2 separate regions of the Danio rerio genome follow, and region 1 is linked to region 2. A link is a contact called in public Micro-C data. All regions are on one chromosome and are shown on one strand. The core of a region is the stretch at or near the end of the contact, and the rest is flanking DNA. Distances in the headings are between cores, read along the strand shown. Region 1 overlaps ddx43 (DEAD (Asp-Glu-Ala-Asp) box polypeptide 43). Region 2 holds the start of rin2a (Ras and Rab interactor 2a).

Region 1 (6,628 bases), core at 1,807-4,306, 110 kb before region 2:
TCGTCCTGAATGGAATAGATCTTATTGGAATAGCCCAGACAGGAACAGGCAAAACTCTGGCCTACCTCCTTCCTGGATTCATTCATATGGATGGACAACCAATGTAAGTGTGTTCCAGGGTTCATCCTTTTTGTTAACAAGTGAATCTATTTTACTCTGATTGATATACACATTTATTGAAGGCCCAGGGACAAAAGAAATGGCCCTGGCATGTTGGTTTTGACTCCTACTCGTGAGCTGGCCCTCCAGATCGAAGCAGAGTGCAACAAATACAGCTACAAGGGATTTAAAAGGTGCTGTAATTATTAAGTTCTCCAAATTAATTCAAATTTAATCCATAATTTAGGGTTTAAACCAACAAAACAAAATTCCTTACATTATTTTAGTATCTGTATCTATGGAGGAGGTGACCGAAATGCCCAGATTAAAGTAGTGACCAGTGGTGTGGACATTGTCATTGCAACACCTGGACGGTTAAATGATCTGCAGATGAATGAGCTCATTAATTTGCGCTCCATCACCTATTTGGTAAGTAATAGCGTTTGTAAGTTGAAATAAGGATACGGATGAGAATAAATGTTTTTGTGTCCATTAGGGGTGCAACGGTTTGGTATGTATCACAGTTTTAGATTTACATGCTAAGGGTGCTTTCACGTCTGTGAATCGATTCAGTTGTTCTGAAACAGGGATTAAAATTGTTACAATGTTGCTCTTTGTTCTTGGTGCAGTTCGCTTTCACACAGCAAAGTTTCTAAACGGACCAAAAGAGCTAAAACAAGTCACGTGCGATTAACCTCTCCTCACTTTGTCAGTTTCATGGTTTATTTTGCAGAGTCCGGATCAGCTGTCAGGGGGGTGGTAGTGGTTTTGATGGTGTTTGATAGGGTGCTCGCAACGTGTCTGAAGAGCAAGGACTGATTCGGTGGGGAGGGGTGAGAAGGGTGCGCGACGTATTTGAGGAGCGGGAGGGAGACGAGCGATTTCTTGGAGATTATCACTTGTTTGCGGGCACCCAGGAGGCTCTGTACATTCACGGGAGACTAACGAAACTTCCGGGAGACTTGGGATGTCTGGAATGACCTCCCCCCCTGCTCCTAATTCTCTCTTTATATAGCTGTATGCCTATTACATATCCATATTACACTGTGATATAACCGGGCTCAGATTATATTGCTTTCTCATTGCAATCGATCCACTCCAGAGTTCGTTTCAATCGAGCTGAGACCACCTCATTCAAGCGATCTCGGAGTGATTATTTTGGCGCGGATCCGAGCTTGATTGGTGGTTTCATATATGCCAAGCGAACCGCGCTAACTGGGCAAACGTGACAGGTTCCGAAACATAAGTATAGGTGTGAAAGCACCCTAAGACAGGTCTTCGCACAGGCGATGGATGTGAAAAGTAATCGAAAGCTTAGAAAGGCAAAACTGCTTTGTTGCAGTTTTTATTAACAAACCAAAATTAATAATGTATATTCTGAACCGTGGATCACAGGGCGCAACGAACCGTGGGAGGACAATGAGACTGCGTTTTTTTTAGTTTTTTTTTTGACCAAGAACCGTTGCATCTCTAGTGTCTTTGATAAAAATAATTTTGTGTATATGCAGTTTTTCTTTCTCTTTTTCCAGGTGTTGGATGAGGCTGATAGAATGTTGGACATGGGATTTGAACCTCAAATCATGAAAATCATTCTGGATATTCGACCAGACAGGCAAACGGTTATGACTAGGTGATTTATTTGATACTTGAAAAATATCTTGATTGCAGGTAGAACAGGGTATTCTCTTTTTTTTAAATTTTGTTTCATTGGTCAGTGCTGGCAACTTTTTTTAATGAAAAGGTGGTAAGCTCTGCCCGAAAAGTTGCTAAATGTTGCTAGATTACTTCAAATGTCAATTTGCGTATTACTGACGTCAGCAAGTACAACCGTTTCTGTTTGTTTTACAGCCTATGGCTAATAAAGGTTTTTTTAATGTGCACTACGCTTTATGTATGCATGCCAATTTGACTAAATTATTGCTGTTTGAATACAGTATGTCAGTATAGATGTGTAGTAAATTTGCAGTAATCTCACAGACGTAATAAACCAAAACTGTCACTAAAATGTCTGTGATTGTGAACAAGAAAAACGGTCAAAGAAAAAGTCTGAAAAGTTGCTGAATATAGTGACAAAGTCGATAAGGTGACAACACTAGCGTTAGTATTTGTTTCTCTGAAAAAACAGTGTTCGCAACTTAATTGTAAACGCAAAGCATATTTGTGTTTAAGGATTAGGGGATGGTGAGCTTGAATCAATCTGTTACTCACCTGTGGTCTTTGAGTCAAAAAAGGAACATTTTATGAAACACCCAAGTTAAAAATGTAAAAAATTTCCTTCTACTGACGTAAAAAAAAAACAAGCGTACATAGTTTATCCTGAGCTAAAGTAACAGTACTTTGTACTGTTTACTTTAAACGCAAAATGGACATTTTTCTCTGCATTTATTCAGTTTGGATCTCTATCTTTCTGTTGCAGTGCCACCTGGCCACCAGGTGTTCGGCGACTGGCCAAATCCTACCTGAAAGATCCAATGATGGTTTATGTGGGCACACTGGATCTAGCAGTAAGTGAATATTTACACGTGTGTCATATATATATATATATATATATATATATATATATATATATATATATATATATATATATATATATATATATATATATGTAGATATATATATATATGTGTGTTTATATTGGATAATGCTTCAATAACAGATCAAATATAGCTTTATTTGTTTGGCCTCCTTATTAAAAGTCCCCAGTTAACTTCTGTGTCTGTCTGTCTTCAGGCAGTGAACACTGTTCAGCAAACGGTGCTGTTTGTGCAGGAGGATGAAAAAAAAGACTACGTTTTTGATTTCATTCACCGAATGGAGCCTCTGGACAAAGTACTAATATTTGTTGGAAAAAAACTCAAGTAAGTTTAAAGTGAGATGAGCTTTTTCATGAAACAGGATATGGGAGGAGCTTCACTCACTGAAATGGCATTGCTTAACATGCTTTTACTGTGATCGCTTGACATGACAATGGGTGACAATTTGCTCAGGAATAGTGTGGGTTGAATGGTTTGTGGGGAAATGCTTCTCTTTTCTAGAAATGAAACTTGGCATTTCTCCATTGTCAGAGGGTGTAGCTGTTTAATAAATGGCCATTCTTACTATCACTTGCTTTTCTACACCTCGATATGACAGGCATTTTTTTTTGTTTGTCAAAAGTTGCGCAAACATTTAAACAGGTTCTTTGTTAGACTTTCATGCTGATATTTTCATTTTGTGCAAAATAAGATTGCTCAGAAATTGCCTGATACTCGGCCTGCATTAAATCAAGTGCTTCAAGATGATAAGGGCTTATTGGTTAAAATTGCAGCAAAGGTTGTTTAAAATGGGATTGTTCACCCAAAACTGAAAATTTCCTAATCCTCTTTTTGTACCAAATCTTGATGGGTTTCTTTTTTCCATTGAACACAAAAGAAGAAATACTGAGAACATACCTGTCAACCCTTCCGTTTTTCCCAGGATTCTCCCGTATTTTACAGTTCTATCCCGCTATGATCCCGTAAAGGTATTTTCACGTAATTTTTCTGTAGTTTTGGTGTTTCTCTGAAGGGTAACAAGAAATATTAAAGAGCCGAGCCTCCCTATACGCAACCCATACCGCCGAATCGCATGGGGGCCACCCCTTGCTCTTAAATGTGAGTCTGTTCTGTGCTTTCGCTTTGTTTAGGCACGAAAAGACATTGAAATAAACATAAAAACGGCGCGATTCCCTTCCTTTTCATTACAAGTGTCATTTTTTTTCATACACAATTTCGTCCTAAATGAGCATAAACAGTTAGGAAAACAGTCGAATGCTTTCATTTCAATGTTAATGTTAGATGTGTACATTTTTAAAGTGACACCTGTTATTTGTTAATGTAATCAAACGAAAAAAATCTAAATAAATCATTCATACGTTGCTCTTTAATCACCAGTGCGCGTATCTCTATAGGGAGCTTTTTTGTGCGTTCTACATCTCAGATAATGAACTTGCAAAAGATATGTGGATGATTCATATTACTTACACATGCATATTCCAAATATATGTGAAAGATGTCATGTAACGCGTTGAGTCAGGTAAAAATACAGGACAGCTCGTCTAACTTGTGTTGCAGCAAAAAAATAAATCAAGGCTCACACATGTCGCATTCCACATGTTGTGCTTTATTCTCCTTTCAACAGTGTCACTGTATATTACAGAACAATAACTTAATTTGAGCATCAGAGAAAAATAAAAATAAACATCGGTCCCACGCACATGTGCTTCTTGTGGTACATGCATCTACAGACAGTTCTCGCACGCACACGCAAACACATAGTGGCAATCTCTCTGAAAGGAGCCTCACCCCATTTTCATTCGTTACAGACACTTGTCAGATTTTATTTAAGAGAGATAGCTGATTACACAGCACAAAAGTGCATGCTTGTAGGGGTGTGATGTAGTGATGTGAAACCGATCCGCGAATCACAGCACATTATGATAGATGACCAATCAGAGTCACTTGAGGGCGGGCCTTTCGGAGGAACTAGGAAATATGACATTAGTTTTTATGTTAGCAGTGTAGCTGTAAATATTCAAAGTAAGATATATGAAAAAATAACCTAGTTTTATTCAAGTGAAACACATTGCTTTGCATCTTATAAACACAACAAAGTCTTAATAATACACTCCGGACCACCCCTTAAACAAAATAAAGAATCTCACAAAGGTTTGAAGCCACTTTAGTGTGAGTAAATGTGAGTAAATTGTCATCTTTTGGTGAGCTATCCCTTTAATCAGCCTTTGTCTGCAAGAAATATGCAAAATGACCACAGTTTGGTTTGTGTGGTGACCTGTGAGTATGATCAACTGTATGGCTATTCCTTTATAATCCTCACTGTTTTTCTCCCCCTTGCTGAATAGAGCTGACGACCTCTCCAGTGACCTGTGTCTTCAGGGTATAGCGGTACAGTCTCTGCATGGAGACCGAGAGCAATGCGACAGAGAAGAGGCCCTGCAGGACTTTAAAGATGGTACAGTATTTTAATAAGCAGCAAATACAATGGTGACGTGTAGTTTTTGTGCCAATAGCAGCACCAAATGAAATTGCTGGCTAATGCTGACAAATTGGTAGCCTCAAATAAGTTAAGCCAGTGCTGTGATGAACTGCTTACTGCTTTTGTTTTTAACCATGACTGACACCAAAAATACATACTTAATTAGGACTGGGTGATTAAATGAAAAGAAATGCAAACCAAAATTCAAAATCTCTAACAGATGAAATTTTATAATTTAATACTGTTAATACTTTTCCCTAGCCATTCTGCTTGCAGCTTTTTCAGAATCTCACTTTGCAAGCTGTGTATTAAAAGACTAACCGCTTAATCAGCAACCCTCTAGAATGGAAGAAAATCACTCACATGACTTTAAACTTGGGGATGAATTATTCAATTTCACTCGCCAGTGATTGTGGCTTAGAGTAAATTTGATGCACTGAACAGACTGACCGAGTGTTTCAGTTACCCTCACAATCCTGTGTTATATCAGTGAATGCACAGAAGACAGAAGTATCGATAAGCTCTGACATTAACGGTTCTGCTATCGATACTGGAGAATTATTGCTGAAAAAACATTACTTGCGGTAGCATTATTGAACTGACCAACCTATTCTAATTTGTAATATTTGATATTCGTCTGCATAGTTGGCAATCTCACATGAGAAATTCTTGTGTTTCTGGCGAGCGTGTCAAGTATAAAAGCCTTTACTGTTCTTGGTTGTGTGTGCGCACTCAGCGGAGGCTCGCACAAACACATAGCTTGCGACACAGACTCGTGCACACACAACTTGTAAGCTTGCGGAGTGAACAAAACAGGTTGTTTTTCTCGAGTGGACTGCGACAATGCCCGTTGCAACAAACGCAACAAGTTGTTTTCTTGTATAACAGAAACACAAGCAATCTGGCTAAGTGAAAGTACCATTTAAAAGTGCATTATCTGCAGTAAAAAGTAATTAAAAGTGTTTGACAGCCTAGCTACTAATGGTAACGTTACATCATTCACATCCTTTTGCCAGCAGTAATTCACTTAATTAGTATAATATTAATAGTTGAATAAACGCACACATTCGATTACAATGAAAACAGTATTTTTTTTCTGCAGTAGGTTAAATAAATCTTAAGCATTAAAAATGCTTTTACATCAGCCGTATTTACAGAATAGCCTAATAATAAACTATGCTTAAGAACTTATTTTTAAAAATGCTTATTTTTACATTGCAAGATGCTTCAAAACTATATTAAAACAGTTAACTCCCAAAACACTCAACTCATTTATGTGAATGCGTTAATGAAAAATAACAAACATTTTCTCGTTTAACTGCATTTTGCAACTTAAAGAAGATATTTTCAATGGCAGGGAGCACAATAAACCAAACAATATCCCGACTTGTGCCAGAAAAGGCTTGCATGTTGATTTTTCTCCAGAAGAATGGTTAAAAACAGCTAATAGTAATTTTCCTTTAAACTATTGTGCATTTTTGTTTTTACAGGAAATGTTTTGTTATATTTTGTTTTA
Region 2 (6,237 bases), core at 2,428-4,927:
TAAAATAATAATAATGATGAATTGCCCCAGTGCATTATAAAAATAGTATGGTGGCCTACAGAGGTTAGCGTGCTGCAATTTAAGAAACCACTTGCAATTACAAAAAGGCTAGCAAACTATAAAAGATCTTTACCCATTTTAAAACATTTTTAAAAAAACGTGTTACATTTTGACTTAATGCAAACAGGTTAATAAAACCCACTGCAAATCCTCACAACGCAAACAATTTACGTAAACGCACTGCATTTTTTCACAACACTTTCAAATAACTCGGAACACAATGGACATGTTTCAAGGGGACTCTAAAACGTGACGGACCTGGCTATTTAGGTTATGGTTATTTATGTTAATAAATACTAAAGACAACTGAATCGGGATAATAAAATAAACTCACCTTTCAAAGATCACCTACAACTTCACTAAGCATAGGCTGTATCTCAATTCCAAAAATGCTGAGAACGGACTCGTGTTCTTATGGAGACTGTTCTTGAAAAATTACCAAGTTACCAAGAAGAATGGAGACCATGAAAACAGAGAATGCGGCCTGTGAGAAATAAGATGCTGCGTTCTTTCTGATGGTCACATGACCTTCACGCATTTTTAATGGTTAATTATTTAACATTACAGTGTTCATACGATTTATTGTTTTTCCTCTTTTCACAATACATAATAAATACCTCACAAAAATACGTTGCACAATACAAATAGAACACGTGTTAATACGAATTTCAGCAAATAAACATTAATAAAAGTTTCATGATAATGTTTAGCTTCACCGTTTCATTTAGGGAAACCTCTGAGACAAATAAGTTTTATCTCTTACAGTAATAATACATTTGTCTAAAATGCAGTCGCAATTCTGTGATTTCTCAAACAAATTTTGCACTCAAGTCTGCATCGATGTGTCCTCGATATCAAGAAAACATCAGGGAACTTTCACGTGTCCGTCGTTCTTGTGGTCTTGAGTTTTGGAAATGAACTTTAGCGTTGATGATGACGTTAGATGAGAACGCTAGTCATAGTCACGTCATGAAAGGGTCTCTTAAGTTTTTGGGTCCCTTTAAAACAGTTCCATTGTGTTCCATTCTTTTTGTGTTGTAAGAACTACAACACATTTTCATAAAATGTTTACATTGTGAGAAAAGCAGCAAGTGTACTGTTAAACAGATAAAAATCTTTTCTTAATTTGCTGGCGTTTTTTTGTAGTTGCATGTGTTTTCTTAAATTGCAGCCTATAAATTGCTCTCTCGGCCACCGTAGAATAGAATCAACTGCACTAAAAGGAAGAAATGACATGCAAGTTGACAGTTGAACACACTACAGTATCACTCTGCTTATGTCTTTGACTTGCTTTCCAATTCAGTGGTTAAACTATTTACCACATTATCAGTCTCACTTTGCATTTATTGCTCTGACCATAATCTGGTATCACATTTATTGCATGTCAAGTTATTTAAAGGGACAGTTTACTCAGAAACATTTCCTCATTATATACTCACACTCAAGTCGTTCTAAAACCTTCATGAATTTTTCCTTCTGTTGAACACAAAGCAAGATATTCTAAAGGATGAAGCAAGATATTCTGAAGAATGAAGCAAGATATTCTAAAGAATGAAGCCAGATATTCTGAAGAATGTTAGCCACTGACATCCAAAGAAGGAACAAAAAAATGCAATGGAAGTCAATGGCTTCTGCTTTCTACACTATTCTTTAGTTTATCTTCATTTGTGTTCACCAGAAGAAAAACTCAAACATGTTTGGAACAAGTGGACAGAGAGTAAACAATAACAGAACTAGCACTTTAATGACATGGCCCCTTCATTCACTGAATTTGTTGTCACAGCAGGCGCTAAAATTATTCTGACAAATCACAGCACACACACACACACAGAAGCTACCCTGACACTTCAGTCACAGCTGCTGACACCTCAGCATTTGAGAAGCATTCTTTGGTTGCATCAGCAATTTGGTGTGAGCCACAACTTCAATAAAGTTAATACAATTGGTATGTATAGAGTATTGAAATGGATCAGAACATTCCGTTGTCAAACTAATCCAATGCCAGTCACTGCACAACTCTGAAATTCTTGTCAAGTGACGCATGTTCTGGGCAAAATCAGTTAAGTTACTTCCCATTGCCTGAGACTAATCCTCTTAACAGGCCTTCGAGACTCTGCTGAATTATTTGGTGTGGAAGAAATGAAAAGTCTGGTGGGATGGTTTTTAGAAACAAGTAAATAACGAACGCCATCAATTAAACTAACAGCAATAAAAGAGAATGCGCATACTGCATGAATGGCAGATAGGTAAACACATCACAGGGACTTTCTACTGACTTCTATTGTTTGTTTTCTTATATCCTCTAACATAAGCTTTTACTTTTTTTGTTTTGTTTATTAAGCTATTTTCCTAACAGGGGAGTTTTTGGCTGCTCCTCCAAATGTTAATTTCAGGTTTTACCATCCAGGGTTATTATGATCAGACAAACCTGACTTGTTTCTCTGCCTATTTTTAGGGGATGCCAAAATTTGGCAAACATTTTACAACTACCTCACGCTTCTGATGTGATGTACTTACACAAAGCAGTGTACCTTTTTTGACGACAGTAGGTTGAAGTTATAAACCTAACTCGTTTTCTGTGACTAACTTTAGAGGATGCCAAAATTTGGCAAACATTTTACAACTACTTAACGTGTTTCTGATGTTAATTAACTTACACAAAGCATTGTACCTGACGACGACAGTAGGTTGAAGCTACAATGTGACCTCTAATCTAAGTTTTTCATTCTTTTATAGTTTACAAAAGAGCATATAAAAGGAAGTTTGTCCAAAGATGATCTTTTAAATTGTGAATTATTATTCAATTAACGCACACGAACATTGCTCAGTGTATTACAGCTACTTTCAGCAGATGTGAAAGCAGCCTTCATGCTCATGAATTCAGTTTATGGTATCAGAAATCAAAACGTTTTACAGAGATGTAAATAATCTGATGAGACTACATAACTTGAACGATTCCTTAAGAAACATCACGCTGCGGTTCAATAAAATAGCACAGGATAACATCTTTAGTTGCCAATAGACCATTTGTGTTAGCACATAAACATGATTGTATTACATGTACCTGCTGGCAACAAAACGAAACAATATAGATACATGTCCAAAAAAAAGAAAAAAAAATCAGGTAGGACTAAAGTTGCCAAACTACTATCATTGAATTCTAAACATGTTACGTGTAAACGGAATTACTAGCATGGTTAATTACGTGTTAATAAAATATATATCAACAAAACATAACACCTGAACATTACAATTGACAATTAAATGAACTTACATAATTCCACTAAAGAAAACACAAACAAAAACGGTTTGAACGTCTTTGAAATGAAGCTGGAACCGAAAAACAAAACACTCGAAAAGCAAAACAATCGCCGCGATCTTACGGTAATAAACGGTGCGTAGGACTCACCTCGACGGGACGAAATCAAAACACCCGTTAACAAAAGCGTTGTAACGCATTTATAAGAGCTGGGTGGTGTTTCTCCAAAGGCTGAGCTGCAGTGAACAGTTTTAGATGTTCCTGCATGACCGAGGCGAAGTTGTTTCCTTGTACTTCGCAAGAAAGTCTCATTTAACTCATGGCTGTGTTGAAGCATGCGACCTCTCCCGGCAAAAACAAACTCCAGGAGAAGAACAAAAGTTGATATGCATTGCGCTTTCACGTCACGTGTTCCAGCTGGGAATGTCTTTGGAAGGGAGAAGTCTTTGTTACATCTACCAGCCATTCAGAGAAACATGAAAGAACCGGAAAGAGTGGAAAATACACAGATTAAATAAAACATCTCTTCTTCTCATCCCCAAGTGGTTAAAAAAATCAACAACACAAACACTACCAACATTTTCACTTGTTTTTATTATGTAGCTACAAGAGATTACAAATCTTTGATTTTCCAATATTCCAGGTGTTATTAGGACGTATAGTGTGTGTGTGTGTACATGAAATGCTAGCTATAAAATTAGCCTGTCCATCATATATGATTTAATATAAAGTTATATATATTGGAAATTATACTTAAATATACTTTTAATCCTGTTTTGAGATCATTTCTAATAGTACATTAAGCCGAATTTATTCACTAGTGAGGAAAACAATCATCTATTTCTGTATTTATGTAGGTTGGGTGTAGAAAATATTACATATTTCTCACATGGAAGTAAAAATGTGTAAATTATACACATAAACAAATGTGTCAGAATGCAAAAGTTCTTTGAAACAAATGCATTAATATTCTTTTCAAAATGCAAAACAAACCGCAAAACTGATTTTTTTAGGGTAAAAATTAATATTAAAATAGGTTTAAACTGAAACAAACAAAGTACAATATATTTCAAATAAAGTTGTAGGTGCAAAACAGACAATATAACACTGTTTCTATTTTTATTTTAAATATCTATTCTTTAATTTGAACATTTTCAAATGATTCAAAATTTTAACTTAAAAGCTGCAAAGGCAATATTATATTACAAAGAACGTAATATGACAAAAAAAACTTTATCTTTGAATGTCAATCCTTCACTCTGGGGTCAGTTCTTCATTTACTAAGTTCACTTTCCCAGTTTATTTTTAATATTTTATAATTATACTTTGAGTCATTTAATGACACACTATTACATATAATTATGTTATATTGTCACCTGAACCTCTCCAGATTCCAAGTTTAGCGGGTTATGATCCTCTACTGTATTATCATATTTGGGACAGATGAACTCAATAGGCTTCCAATGCGGTCTTCGTCCGCTTCCTCTCTGTCGAAAAGGGGCAAACCGCAACCATTTCTTCACTACATCAGCAAACTGATGATGTGTGGCCTCCTTTCCAATAGGTGTCCTCTTTAAGGCACCTGTACAGAACAGGGTTAAAACAGTGCTTCACAAGAAGATTCTAAAATAGCTGTGCAACAAATCAGAAGTGCATGCACTGAATCATAATTTGATTTAAAAAAGATTTGCTTACGAAATAAAACACCCTGCAGTCTGGTGTTTCTGAAGCTCCTCTTCTGTCCTCTGCCAACCCAGTTGAGCTCTGAGCCCACACTGAAAGACAGAACTGTGTGCATAAGACGCCGAACTGCATCATCAACTGTGGCTCCACCCATCCTTGAGAGGTGCGACACCTATGTAAAAAAAAAAAATAAGAAAAATAAAAATTATATATATATATATATATATATATATATATATATATATATATATATATATATATATATATATATATATATATATATATATATATATATATATATACACACACACACACACAAAATATGAAGTAATACACAGTGCAGGTAAAGAAGGGAGGATTCTTCCATAAAAAGTATAACGCAATGACATGTAAGGATTTTTGTAGCAACCTGTGTGTATGTTGCTTTAATAGTTACCATATCCAACTTGTTTTTCACATGGGAACATTTGTAACTTGAAAATTGTAACATTGTAAAATTTTAAAGGCCAGTACTGGCTGGAAGGGCATCCGCTTTGCAAAACATATCCTGGAATAGTTGGTTGTTCATTCCGTTTGTGGCCACTGATAAATAAGGGACTAAGCCAAATAAATATGAATGAACGAATGAGAAATTTTAACTTAAATGTGAACACTTTGGTTCTCATTCACATTTATTAATTTTTACCCATTATACTGATTGATGTTGGAAACTGCCATTTTCTGATCTAACACATGATTGTTAATATATTGTCATAAACACTTATTTTTAGTGTTAGCTATTACTTGCATATGCTATTAACATAACAGCAAATGAATCTGAAGTATAAAACATTCACATTTAGAAAAGAACTTACTTGTTCATTGCAACTTAAGGTGAATAAAGATGAGCAAAACATTATGAGACCCAGCAAAATATGTATTTGGTTCTGTGCATACTGCCAGAACAGCATGAATGCACACATTAACAGACTCTACAACACCTAAAGGCCAAGATGTTAGCAGCAGATTCTTTACGTCAAATTTTGCTTTCATTTTAGCTCCAACCAGCTCCAAAACTTAAAACGTGTGTTTCTGGTGAGTCTGAAGACCTTGATTATGTCAGTTGGGTATTCCAGAAAGCAGGTTATGTGACATACCTAGATATGTTTAAGGATATGTAAGTGGATATGTAAGTGGATAACCTCAGCTTTCGTTCCCAAAAAGTCAAATATCTTGAGTGTTCAAGTTCCTATCCT

What was found. A called contact is a pair of places that touch in the nucleus more often than the background predicts.
Region 1: a contact with region 2 is called in a Micro-C map of caudal fin, with 2.6 times the contacts expected there. The contact joins the enhancer-like site here to the promoter of rin2a in region 2. A contact is called at or near these places in 2 of 18 Hi-C or Micro-C datasets (caudal fin and an unstated tissue).

The regions. Positions count from the first base shown.
Region 1 is chr13:30,562,374-30,569,001 of GRCz12tu, reverse strand. ddx43 (DEAD (Asp-Glu-Ala-Asp) box polypeptide 43) reads left to right here. Exons shown (of 17, transcript NM_001328193.1): 7 at 1-103; 8 at 183-293; 9 at 387-528; 10 at 1,629-1,729; 11 at 2,516-2,603; 12 at 2,830-2,957; 13 at 4,979-5,088. Among named protein-coding and RNA genes, the nearest start is that of cgasa, 12 kb to the right of the region's middle. Within about 2 kb of position 3,056, at least 4 of the 62 cell types and tissues checked have an H3K27ac peak or open chromatin away from gene starts, as enhancers often do. A contact at or near this core is called in caudal fin, where this site is marked.
Region 2 is chr13:30,456,061-30,462,297 of GRCz12tu, reverse strand. It overlaps rin2a (Ras and Rab interactor 2a), which reads right to left and starts at 3,677. Exons shown (of 13, transcript XM_009307401.4): 1 at 3,470-3,677. It overlaps si:dkey-187a12.4, which reads right to left. Exons shown (of 5, transcript XM_073920915.1): 3 at 5,015-5,174; 4 at 4,696-4,901; 5 at 3,470-3,774. The coding sequence ends at 3,769.